2 separate regions of the Gossypium hirsutum genome follow, and region 2 is linked to region 1. A link is a contact called in public Hi-C data. All regions are on one chromosome and are shown on one strand. Each heading gives the region's core, a stretch centred on a gene start, on an enhancer-like site or on the middle of the called end of the contact. The rest is flanking DNA. Distances are from core to core; before and after follow the strand shown. Region 1 holds the start of LOC107929462 (glycine-rich protein A3). Region 2 holds the start of LOC107929448 (conserved oligomeric Golgi complex subunit 6).

Evidence for each region. Hi-C and Micro-C count contacts between places; a contact is called where the count stands out from the background.
Region 2: a Hi-C map of leaf shows a contact between it and region 1, with 2.3 times the contacts expected there. The contact joins the promoter of LOC107929448 here to the promoter of LOC107929462 in region 1. A contact is called at or near these places in 5 of 34 Hi-C or Micro-C datasets (all in leaf).

What each region holds. Positions count from the first base shown.
Region 1 is chrA08:110,270,946-110,276,904 of Gossypium_hirsutum_v2.1, reverse strand. It overlaps LOC107929462 (glycine-rich protein A3), which reads left to right and starts at 3,296. Exons shown (of 3, transcript XM_041074386.1): 1 at 3,296-3,495; 2 at 3,905-4,162; 3 at 4,273-4,702. The coding sequence starts at 3,928. The coding sequence ends at 4,532.
Region 2 is chrA08:110,436,934-110,442,892 of Gossypium_hirsutum_v2.1, reverse strand. LOC107929448 (conserved oligomeric Golgi complex subunit 6) reads right to left here and starts at 2,911. Exons shown (of 10, transcript XM_016860876.2): 1 at 2,445-2,911; 2 at 2,169-2,316; 3 at 1,969-2,076; 4 at 1,717-1,784; 5 at 1,250-1,373; 6 at 1,009-1,155; 7 at 624-887; 8 at 260-544. The coding sequence starts at 2,716.

The DNA.
Region 1 (5,959 bases), core at 2,047-4,546:
GTTGTCTCCCAAGCAGGCTCGTTGGCAGGTTTTACTAGCAGAGTTTGATTTCACAATGGAATATAAACCAGGAAGTGCCAACAATGTTGCTGATGCACTTAGTCGAAAGATGGAATTCACAGCAATCAGTCAACCTGATGGCTCTTTGTTGGAACGCATTCGAGAGGGATTGTCCCATGATCCTACGGCCAAAAATTTGATTGAGCTTGCCAAGGAGGGAAAAACAAGAAGATTTTGGCTTGATGGGGAGCTAGTATACACTCATGGACACCGCCTCTATGTGCCCCATTATGGGAAACTCCGTAAGGAAGTCATGAAGGAATGCCATGACTCGAAATGGGCAGACCATCCAGGGATGCATCGCACTTTGGCCCTTTTGGAGGATCGCTATTATTGGCCTCACATAGGTGCTGATGTGGAAACCTATGTGAAAACTTGTCTAGTGTGCCAACAAGACAAGGTTGAGTTAAAGACTCCAGCCGGCTTGCTTCAACCCTGCCAGTCCCAGAAAGGCCATGGGAGAGTTTATCTATGGATTTTATCATTGGTTTGCCTAAGTCTGACGGGTTTGCTAGCATTCTTGTTGTGGTGGACAGGTTTTCAAAGTATGCGACTTTTATTCCGGCGACCAAAGAGTGCCCTGCTGAGGAAGCAGCTCGGTTATTCCTTAGACACGTGGTGAAATATTGGGGAGTGCCACTATCTATTATCAGCGATCGAGATGGTCGATTTACTGGTCGGTTTTGGACGGAGTTGTTCAAGTCAATGGGCTCAGATTTGAACTTCTCCACGAGCATGCATCCACAAACCGATGGGCAAACTGAACGAGTAAATGCACTATTGGAGACGTATCTTCGGCACTATGTGAGTGCCACACAAAGGGATTGGCCAAAGTTGCTGGATGTGGCCCAATTTTCATATAACTTGCAGAAAAGTGGGACCACGAATCAAAGTCCATTTGAAATAGTGACGGGTCAACAACCACTCACACCCAACGCTGTTGTGACCCATTACATAGGACCAAATCCGGCAGCCTATAGATTCGCAAAAGATTGGCAAGAGAAGAATGACTTGGCTAGAGCTTGTTTACACAAGGCAAGTAAGCGTAGCAAGAAGTGGGCCGATCAGAACCGAAGGGATGTACAATTTCAAGTGGGTGACTCAGTCCTTGCTAAACTACACTTGATTTTACGATATACTGGGTTGCACAAGGGTCTTGTGCGAAGGTATGAAGGGCCGTTTAAAGTTGTGAAGAGAGTGGGCAAGGTGGCCTACAAGCTGGAGTTGCCACCAAAACTTAAAGTACACCCAGTCTTCCATGTAAGCATGCTTAAGCCGTTTCATGAGGATCAAGAAGATCCGAATCGAGGCAAGTCCGATCGAGCACCGATGGGGGTAAAAGTCTCGTATGATCGTGAAGTAGAAAACATTGAGGCAGATCGGGTAATTAGACGAAAGTACCACCGACCACAGCATGAGTACTTAGTTCGATGGAAGGGACTTCCTGATAGCGAAGCAAGTTGGGAACCTGCTGAGGCATTGTGGCAGTTCCAAGGGAAGATTGACCAGTTCCATGAGGAGGATGCGACGAGGGTGTCGCTAGAACAAGTGGGGGAGAATGTCATGGGTTGCGCGTCGGTGCTCGCAACCATGACAAACTGGTGCGATCCATCGTGTTCGAGGGAGGTCATTTAGCCCAACCAAACTGGCCCAACCAAACTGGCCCGGTGATTGGAGAGATTAAAAGCCCATCTCAATAGCCTGATAGAAATGGGAAGTGTTCTAGAAGATATAATTATGGAATCTTAGAGTTCTATTTGTATACAGCTGGTTATGTAAGCTTAGAGTTCTAATTGTATTCAGCTTTTAATTATAGCTATTGATATACTGTGAGGCTCAACTATAAATAGAGACCTCTTTGCTCATTGTATATTCATTGAGTTATTAATAAGAATTTTGAGAGTATTCACTCAAACTTTTCTCTCAAGTGTTCTTGCTTTTGTTCATCTTTCAAGGCTCGTTCTTACTTCGTTCTTCTGTTGTTCTTCGTGAAAATCTTAAGGGAATTCTATTGAATCCTTTATCGTTGCGAGTGAAGTTGACTTGGGCGTTTTTGCTGCTGAATCTTTTTTTTGTTACAAGTTAGGCTGACTTAGGCGTTTTGAGCAGAGAAACTGCCTAAGGCCGCACGGATCGCGTGGGAAAACTCTAAGTCCGTGACAGTTGGTATCAGAGCCAAGGTTCGAAGCCACCGTTGAAAGATGTCAAAAGAAGTTGGGGGAGTGGAGACCCGTGGGAGGGCTAGGAAAGCCAACCAATCATTTAAAAAGGATATCTTTAAGTGACTAAAATGAAAATGTAAACATGATGAGACGTATATAATCAATTGTCATTAAAAATTTGATGCTTAAGTGACTAAAATATAAACACTTCAAAAATTAAGTGATAAAATTGCAAAAAAAAATCATTTTTACCCTTTAATTAGATAGTGGCGGATAACCAACCAGGTGGGACATGGTGCAGTATTTAAATTGACTTGGAAAGCAGCCAAAATGATGTACCCCCTACGTTACATGTACCTCAACATGTTTAACTATTATACAATTTTAAATATACCTATTCGTAAATCAATCAAGTTATCTACCCAACTTGAATTGAAATTAATAAAAAAATGTTTTATTTTTATTTAAACTTAGAATATCTTTTATAGCTTTAAAACTAAAAAAAGTTTTTGTAGGTCAAAAACGAATAAAATGGTTATTCTTTTGTAACCATTAAAAACTTATTAACTTTGGTTTTATAATAATTATATTTAGTTAGATTTCATACAATGTCTAAAATTTGATGTCAATCAATAATTAAATTTCATATCTATTTACCTATTAAATAAAATTATTCAGACTTTTAAGCTATAACCAATAGAGAGAACATATTATATTATAAACTAATATATATATGTGTTTAACATTTTATTTATTTTTCAAATGTATAGGATTTTTTTTTCGTTATTTGAAGAGTCTTGATCTTGATATTGGTATTGACATTATTGTAATGTAGGAGGATACGAGTTTGAATACGTTGAAAGGTATTATCTTCTTATTTATGAGTTGAAGAGGTATTATGAGTAGTTCTAGACATTAGATCAAAAAGAGCGGATATAATCATACCATATAATGAAATTATTCAAAACAAAAACAAAAAAAGTACAAGGATCAAAATATAAAGTGCGCTATAGAGTAAGGAGCTGTAGAGGAAATTTACCAATGAAATATACGCAAAGAAGAAAAGATTCCATGACTTAGGGCTAAGGTAAAAATGGAGGTTGTAGTCCACGTGTCGTTGTCATTTAACATTAGCTAGCCGCGTCGTTTACGCGTTAGAGCAACGCGTGGAATCTCTCCTTTGTTAATTTCAAAGTGAATATATAAATATGCTAAAATATCTCCTCCCAAGACTTCCATTCCGATATCAGTCTGACTTGCTCTGTAACCGTAGGTACACACATATCTCTTCTTTTCTCTGCCTAATTTATTTTTCTTTTTCTTTTTTCTTTTTTCGAAATTTTATCTCATAGTCATAGGTAATTTGTTCTATGATCCTTTGTGTTATAGTCTTCGAAATTCCATAAAAGAAAAAAAAGAAAAGGCGTTGACTGTTTTTTACGATCTCAATTCTTTTTTTCTCAAGTTTATGTTCTAGTTGTTGATTCATTGTTATGGGAATTTCGTTGAATTTTTGTTTTTGGTAAATTTCATACTTTATTCAGTATTCGTGATTTGTTTCCTTGGGGGAATCATTTACAGATCCTTGTTATCATGTTGTGCCTTTTTTATCATTATTATTTTGATCTAAGTTTATATGTGATCATTTCATTTATGCATTTTTTTTTCTGTTTGTTCCACAGAAGTGATTATTGGTTGAGAAATCATGGGGAAGGACAAGCATAAGCCTGATGATAAGGGTCTGTTTTCACATCTTGCTCATGGTCTTAGTCATGGTGGTCATGGACACCCTCCTGGTGCATACCCTCCACCTCCTGGCGGATATCCACCTGCTGGAGCTTACCCACCTCAAGGCTATCCACCAGCTGGCTACCCTCCTCAAGGAGGATACCCCCCTCACGGCTATCCACCATCTGGCTATCCTGGTGCATCCCATTCAGGTAAAACTTCCTACATAATCGTAATGTGGTCCAAGTTTGTTATGTTAAATGTGAGATGCCAATAATTAATTACCCTTTTTGTGTGTGTGTGTGTGTGTGTGTGTGTGCAGGGCACGGTGGCATGGGAGCGCTGCTTGCAGGTGGTGCAGCAGCTGCCGCAGCTGCTATGGGGGCTCACCACGTGTCTCACGGTGCTCATGGTGCTCATGGTGCTTATGGTGCTCATGGGTTTGGTCATGGTCATCATGGGAAGTTCAAACATCATGGTGGTGGGAAGTTTAAGCATCATGGGGGGAAATTCAAGCACGGGAAGCATGGGAAATTCAAGCACGGAAAGCATGGAGGCGGCAAATTCAGGAAGTGGAAGTGATTTTACTGCCCGCAAAAGCATGGAGTATGGGGAGTCAAAACTGATATAGTGTGGAATAAGTGAATGTAATAATAATAATTTGACTTCAACTGCTTTGTATTGAATAATCAGAGACTTGTTTTTCTTTCTTTTTAATTGTTGATATATAACAATAACAACATTTGATTCAACGATCTGATATATGCATTACGACTTGCGAGACATAACTCGGAACATGTCACTGTAAACCCTGTATATTTCAACTTTGAAGCAATGAGTAGTTTGTCCATAAACCTGATAAGTTGCTAAATGGGCGGTGTAGGTCTGGAGTATCATATCTTTCCCATTCTACCCGTGTTTTTTGTCAGTAACTTGTATATGTTTTTCGTACTAAACTTTGTTCTCTTTTCTTTTTTGAGTTAATGAAGTCACACTTACAAAAATAAAATAAAGAAGAGTTTAAAATTTATTATTATTATTTTTAAAATATAAAATAAAGTAAAATTTTTAATTATAAATACATGTTAATTACCTAAAAACTTACGAGGACAAATCGTGTTTGAACTGTTGTAATTTTTGAAAGTTTTAAATGGGATATTTGATCTTTAAATCATTTCGTTCAAAACTTTTTATAATTTTATATTAGCATTCTTAAAACATGTTCTATTTTATTTTATTTTATCTCACTATAAGATTCTTAAAGTATCATAAAAATCTAAGATTTTGAAGATTATCTGAAATCTCAAGTACCTAATAACTTTTTGAAATTATGAACATATATAAATATGCCTGATTATTAATCAAGTTGAATCTAGATTTAAGCACTCCTAACCCTTCCATTATAATATGATATCTTTTTGTAAAACTAATACATCGGGATGCAGGGGAAACTAAAAATTGTACCAAAACTATTATTCTTTCTCCTCCACCTCTTCTCTTTCTTCTTCTTTTAAACTTTCTTCTTTCATAAAATATGTTATTATAACGTACGTGCTCAGAATTAAATGTCTCGTTTGGTTACTAGTGTAATAATATAATGAAAGTTTATTTATCTACGTATTACAATAGTTAAATATAAAATATGAATAGTTAGTACTGAAAAGATGAATAAAATTATTGTAAAAAGTAACTCTTCAAAATAATCGATTTCTTTTTCTTTTCTAAAATTAAGCCATGAGAGGGATTAAATATTACCAATTATGTTAATTTATTGCTAACTCATACACTCAATCATACTTCTTTTATTGCTAACTCATACACTCAAACATACTTCCACCAAACATAGCAAGAAAACGTGACTGAAATGCTCCAATTATACATAGTTCATTAATTATATTAGTTACCCAAATATGTCACACATATGTAATTACACTCAGATTTAATTATTAATTATCTTACCAAACACTAACTATCCATTTTGTTTTTGAAAATATTTCTTGTTTTTTATT
Region 2 (5,959 bases), core at 1,662-4,161, 170 kb before region 1:
CGTAAACCAGAAAGGAGAGACTATATTTGTCCTGATTTCAGCACGGCACTAAAGTTCTGACATACAAATTCCAATGCCGTGAATAGTGATCTGAATGGGTGTTAACTATCCTAAAATAGCAAGTACAAAACATTGTAAGGATCACTTACAAATACTACACATTTGAGAAAATAGGGTATATGCATAATTCCACACCATGCAACCAGGAAAAGATCATCATAATAAATCAATTGATCATCTAACATCAAACATGACACACCTGAATAATTGGATCAAGTAAAGCAGATATAACCGGATCAAAAGGTGGCTTTTTCCCTGAAGCAGGAACCATCATGCTGTTATATGTGTCAATTATCTCAAGCAGCACAGAGACTCCTTCCCTTACAGCTGGTGCAGGTGAAAGATCAACAGCAACAAGGGGAGGATATCGTAAAAGCTTTTCCCCGCAGCTTTTCAGAATTTCAAAGAATGTTTTCTGAGCAGCATCTTTGAGTGCCCAAAGCGTATTGCAGAGAGATGTCTCTCTCCCCAGTAGATCTGATATCTGTAAGCAAACAGATAATTGTTAGCAACAGGTGACAAGCACACCATATACAACCAGAGAAGAGACAGAGGCCACTCACAGTGTAGCTGTAGAACTCTAGCGTGTTACTAAGTTTATAAGAGATTATAAGACTAGGTTGTGACTGTAAAACTTGCTCAACTCTCACTTTAAAAGGCCGGCAAACTCCTTCAAAAATTCTATCCAGAACAAATGTCAAGTCTGCTTCAATCTTTCCAAAATCATTCTCCACATTCTTGTTGAACGGGTTTGCAGCAGATCCAGTTTCTATCAATGCGTCAGGATCAAGTAAAGCAAGCACAAGCTCACGTTCTGATGCCAAGGCCTACAAGGAGAGCAGAAAAGCAAAATTAACACATTAAATGAAATTAAATGATTACTGAATATAAATATAACCATATGGAGAAGTGATGCAGAAACCATATAGAAGTCTATTTTTTCCAAACCTGATGTAACCATCCTAGCATGTCTCCAACATAACGTAAGGGATCATGAGCATGCACTTCTATTGGTCTTGGCATCCCACCCGGTCCTCCTCGTGTAAGAGCACTTATAAATCTTCTAAATAATGCATTATGTCTCATATTTGCTACCTGTGATTAGCCGCAGAAAAATTAAATAACATGCAACAAGAAGAACCAAAAGGAGTGGAGTTATGAACATAAACTTTTGACTCAATGAAGTCACCTCTTCTGCACAATACTTGAAAAGGACAGGCCTTTCCTTGAGGCAGCGCACAGCTGTTTTCAAAAGGTCACCAACTTCTGGATTATCATTATCACCCAGTTTCCTACATTCTGCCTGAACCCACCTGCAAGAAAGGGACAAGACATGTCAACCAACAAATCCAACATTTGGGAAAATCCCCTGTATCTCCTATGTTTGGTCAAGAGTCTGCACACACAACCCATCCAACAGCAACCAAAAGCCAATAAATCTATTGAATGTAGCAAGGTTATATTCACACTTCTGGTAGAAATAAAAGCATGAAAGTAAAGACAGGAAGAGGGAGGACAGTAATTAACAATACCTCAATCTCACATGAGATTTTACTTTTAGCACGTTCCTAAACTCCAAACTCTAGATACATATCATAGTGCATTACTTAAATTCCATCTATGAATAAATGTTTTATCATTCTATATATGCTTAACCTGCATAGTCGCTCATAAGCTCCTTCTTGATACATAGCCATCATATCCATCAGCTCCAACCCAGCACGCTGTGATGGATTCTCATGTTAGTGATTGTGTTAACAAAATATTAATAATGAAAATGGAAGCAAAAGCAACTAACAAAGAGTATGAGAGAAAATTTATAATTTTTCTTAAATCTAAAGATGTCGATGGCTGATTGACAATCGTAGACATACAGTTCATATGCAGATCAGGAAATATGTTATTAACCTGATGATGGGTCCTGAGAAGTATTTTGCAATTGGCATGAATTTCTTGAACGTGAGAAAGTGCCTTGAAGAAATTTTCGTTCAGCTCTTCATCTCTCAATGCACTAATCTACAAGTGGAGGAAACGAACATAATGAATTCAAAAACGGGAGCCAATAAGTAATTAAGCTAGAAAAGAAAATTGCGGGATTAAAAGTAAACCTCTTGAGGAGAAAGCTGATAATCTCGAAGGAAGTAGGAGACTATCTGCTGCTTCTGAGTGGTAACTTCAAGTTCCTGGTTCAACCTCTCGGTTGTATTGATAATATCACCGGTGCTAGCACTGCAACTGCTCAACGCCTTCGCAATCCTATCAGATTCGATTGGATCTTTCTTTAATTACATAAAAAAAGTCGAAGACATGGCACAAAATGCATGTAAATGTAGGAAAAGGGAATTCGCAGGTCAAAAATGAAGAGAAAAGGGATGAGCATATACTTATCGCAGCAGTCGGCGAGGGAATTAACCTCGCCCTCGACTCGATCTAAAGCGAGTTGAGCAGCCTGGGAAGCACGGAGGAAATCGAGGTTGATTTGGAGAGAGCGCTTCTCAATGGTGGATCTGAGATTGCGACGCGCCTGGGGGGTGTTTTCGGTGTAGAAAGTAGAGAGAGTATTGAGAGAAGCCAAAACTTCGGAGGTATCAGTCCGGCATTCCAATACCTTCTTCAGTTTACGCGACAGCCCCGGAGCAAGCCCCCCTGTCACCATTTTCTTTTCTTCTCTTTTCCTATCGATTATCAAGTTTTCCGATTACGTTGTGCGGTCGGAGGATAGAGCTAAAGGAAAGATCATAGATCCATTTCCAGCAATAAAATGTAATTGTTGAGATTTTGTCTGGTTTTTTGATGGATGGAAAATTGTTTTCTGTGTTGATTAAAATGTAAAGCCCGATAAGTTATGGGTAATTTGAAAACGGGGCCTATACATCTGTTTGAACTTTATAGGGTACAGTTACCCAAGCATGAAGCCCCCCCAACAACAACACTCTTTATGTGACCCAGCTTTAAATAGCCCAAACCAGAAACAATGGACCCTAAAACCATGATTTAAACTTGTAATTACTTGAGGAAATCCAGGATTTGAAACCCAAATTATCTGAACCCGAAACAACCCAAATCATTTAAACTTGAATTTAACCAAAAACCCGAAACAGACTAAGACTAGAAATGACAGAACCTAAATGACCATAGCCTGAAATGATAAAAACCACCAATGACCTGACTCCCAAACCAAAGCTTCAATCTTGTATGATTTGAACCTGAATGTGAACAATTTGAACTTGAAGTAACTTTAATTTGAAAATCTAAATAGAATAGATTTAAGTTAAATGGGTGAAAAACCAACCCAGATCCACTCAATTCACATGTTTAAATGGAAGGAAAATTGTTTCTTGGGTTGATTCAACTGTAACGCCCTATGAGTTGCGGGTATTTCAAAACTGGGACTACCTACATGTATTTGAATTTTATAGGATTCAATCACCCAAGCGTGAAGCCCACCCAACATTTGGGCCCAATTGTGACTTGGCCCAAAAGTTCTCATAATTCATATTTAAGTCTAATTCGTTTTATTTAGTCCGACTGTTCATTTTCAGACTAAATTATCAAAATAGTTATTTTTGTTTGTTCCAGGTTACATTTTAGTTACTTATGTTTGAAATGTTACATTTTAATTACTTACGTTATCGTGTTGTAACATTTTAGTCACTGAGCTATTAATTGTTATTAACAGTGTAACGATAAGTTGACGTGGCACGTTAACTCATCATTTCAAACGAAAATTTTAGGTTAAATTCAATAATTGGTCCTTATATTTTAGGTTAAATTCTAGAATTAGTTCCTATATTTTTTCATTTTGAGCAATTTAATCTTTTTCTTCTATATTCTTTTAACTTTCCTTTTTTTCTTTATTTTCCATTTTCTTCTGCTTCTCCCTCGTTTTCCTCCCTTCTTCATTTCTTTTAACATAGTTTTTCTATGTTTTCCATTTTTTAAAACTAATCCACAAATTCGCCTTACTCGAAAAAATTAAATTGATCAAAAAATAAAAGTATAGAAACTAGTTTTAACAAATGGAAAATATAAAAAAATTACGTTAAAAGAAATTGATAAAGGAAGAAAAATAGAGGGAGAAGCAGAAGAGAATAGAAAAAGAGAGAGGAAGTTATAGAACATAAAAGAAAAACAATTAGATTGCTCAAAATGAAAAAATATGGGGATCAATTGTATAAATTACCTAAAATTTTTGTTTGAGATGATGATTTAACGTGCCACGTTAGCTTACTGCTACACCGTTAACGACAATTAATGACTCAATAATTAAAATATTATAAAACGATAAAGTAAATGATTAAAGCGTAACATTTCAAATATAAGTAACTTAAATGTAATCTAAAGTAAACAAAATGACTATTTTAATAGTTTACCCACTAATATATAATAAAATATTTAAAAATTTTACGTTTCTTCAAAAAAAATTATTTATATTAATATAATATTTTATAATTAAATTTAAATAAAATTTATTTTATTATTTAACTTGAATATGGATTAGGCCAAAGTGATTTTTAATCTTTTCTTTTTAGTAATCCGATCCATACTTTTTTGAAAATTAAGAAGTTATTGATATTTTATCATATTTTTTTCACGCTTTATGAAATTTGAAAAGTCAGTCTAATTGCATAATATTGTTAAATTTTGCATTTAAATCGTTGATTTAGAATCCAATAATTTAGTAAATTATGGTCGTATTTAGTAGTGCTTTTTAGAAGCATTTTTGAAGCAAAAAGAATGTTAAATAAATAATTTTTGAAGAAAATTTTTGACTTTTCAAAAGTACTTTTACCTAGATGGAATAGTTAAAATTTTTAATTTTTTTTCTCAAAAGCACTTTTGACAGTTTAATTATGTTTTCACCCTCCAATACATTGTACTTTTCTCTAGTTAATTGCTTAAAAAATATTTAAAATTTATTTTTCATATATTAAAATATTAACAACAAATTATAATAAATTATTTTCTATATTATTATTAAAATATCATAATATTAAATAATTTAAAAAATATTTAAATGATTATTTGTTACTTTATAACACCATGTCTAAAATGAACAATTTATTTTTCAAAAGTACATTTTAATAGCAATACTAAACACTTAAATATTAAACTAAACTTTTAAAAATTACTTTTCGAAACCACATTTTATAAAAAAATATATATATATTTGCATTAGATTTAAAAATTGATGGTATGCATATGCCACATATAACTTTGGTTGGTTACAAATTAATTAATAAGAAATTATGTGTAAGATCACTTCTCATGATTACTTCATCTCCCTTTCAATAAATTAAAGTCGAAACCAAAATATAAAAAAAAAAGTGGTTTATCATATTCATCATCATATTACAAATCCACTTTCTAAAAGAGCTGTTGTGATCACATTAATTAATGGGGGTGTTTTTTAACTGATAAAAGAGAAACTTGTGTGTATGTGATAAGAATGACATATACATAACGTACATTCTAACCTAAAATTAAATTTTCTGTGTGGGAGATACCAACTTTAAAAATGGAGCTTTCAACACCCAACAATCTCACCATAATATATATTATTTGATAAGATTTGAGTGAAAGATTGCATGTATTTATCTTATATTTATATATGGATAAGATAAATATTGCAAGTTAAAATCATACAAAAACATAAATATTAATATGTACAATTGGAAATTAATCTATCATGAGTCTCTATAAGGTCCGCTTGAAAAGTAGAAGGGTAATTTGGGTAAAAATATAAACTTGAAAAATAGGTTTGGAAAAAAAACGAGCCTTAAACCCTAAATGGGACATGCCTCAGGTAAGCTTTTTTGGCCCAAGCTTGGCCTGATCTAGCTCGAATTTGTAAAAAAAAATAATACTACTTTTTTTTGTTGTTTTGTCACTATTTTGG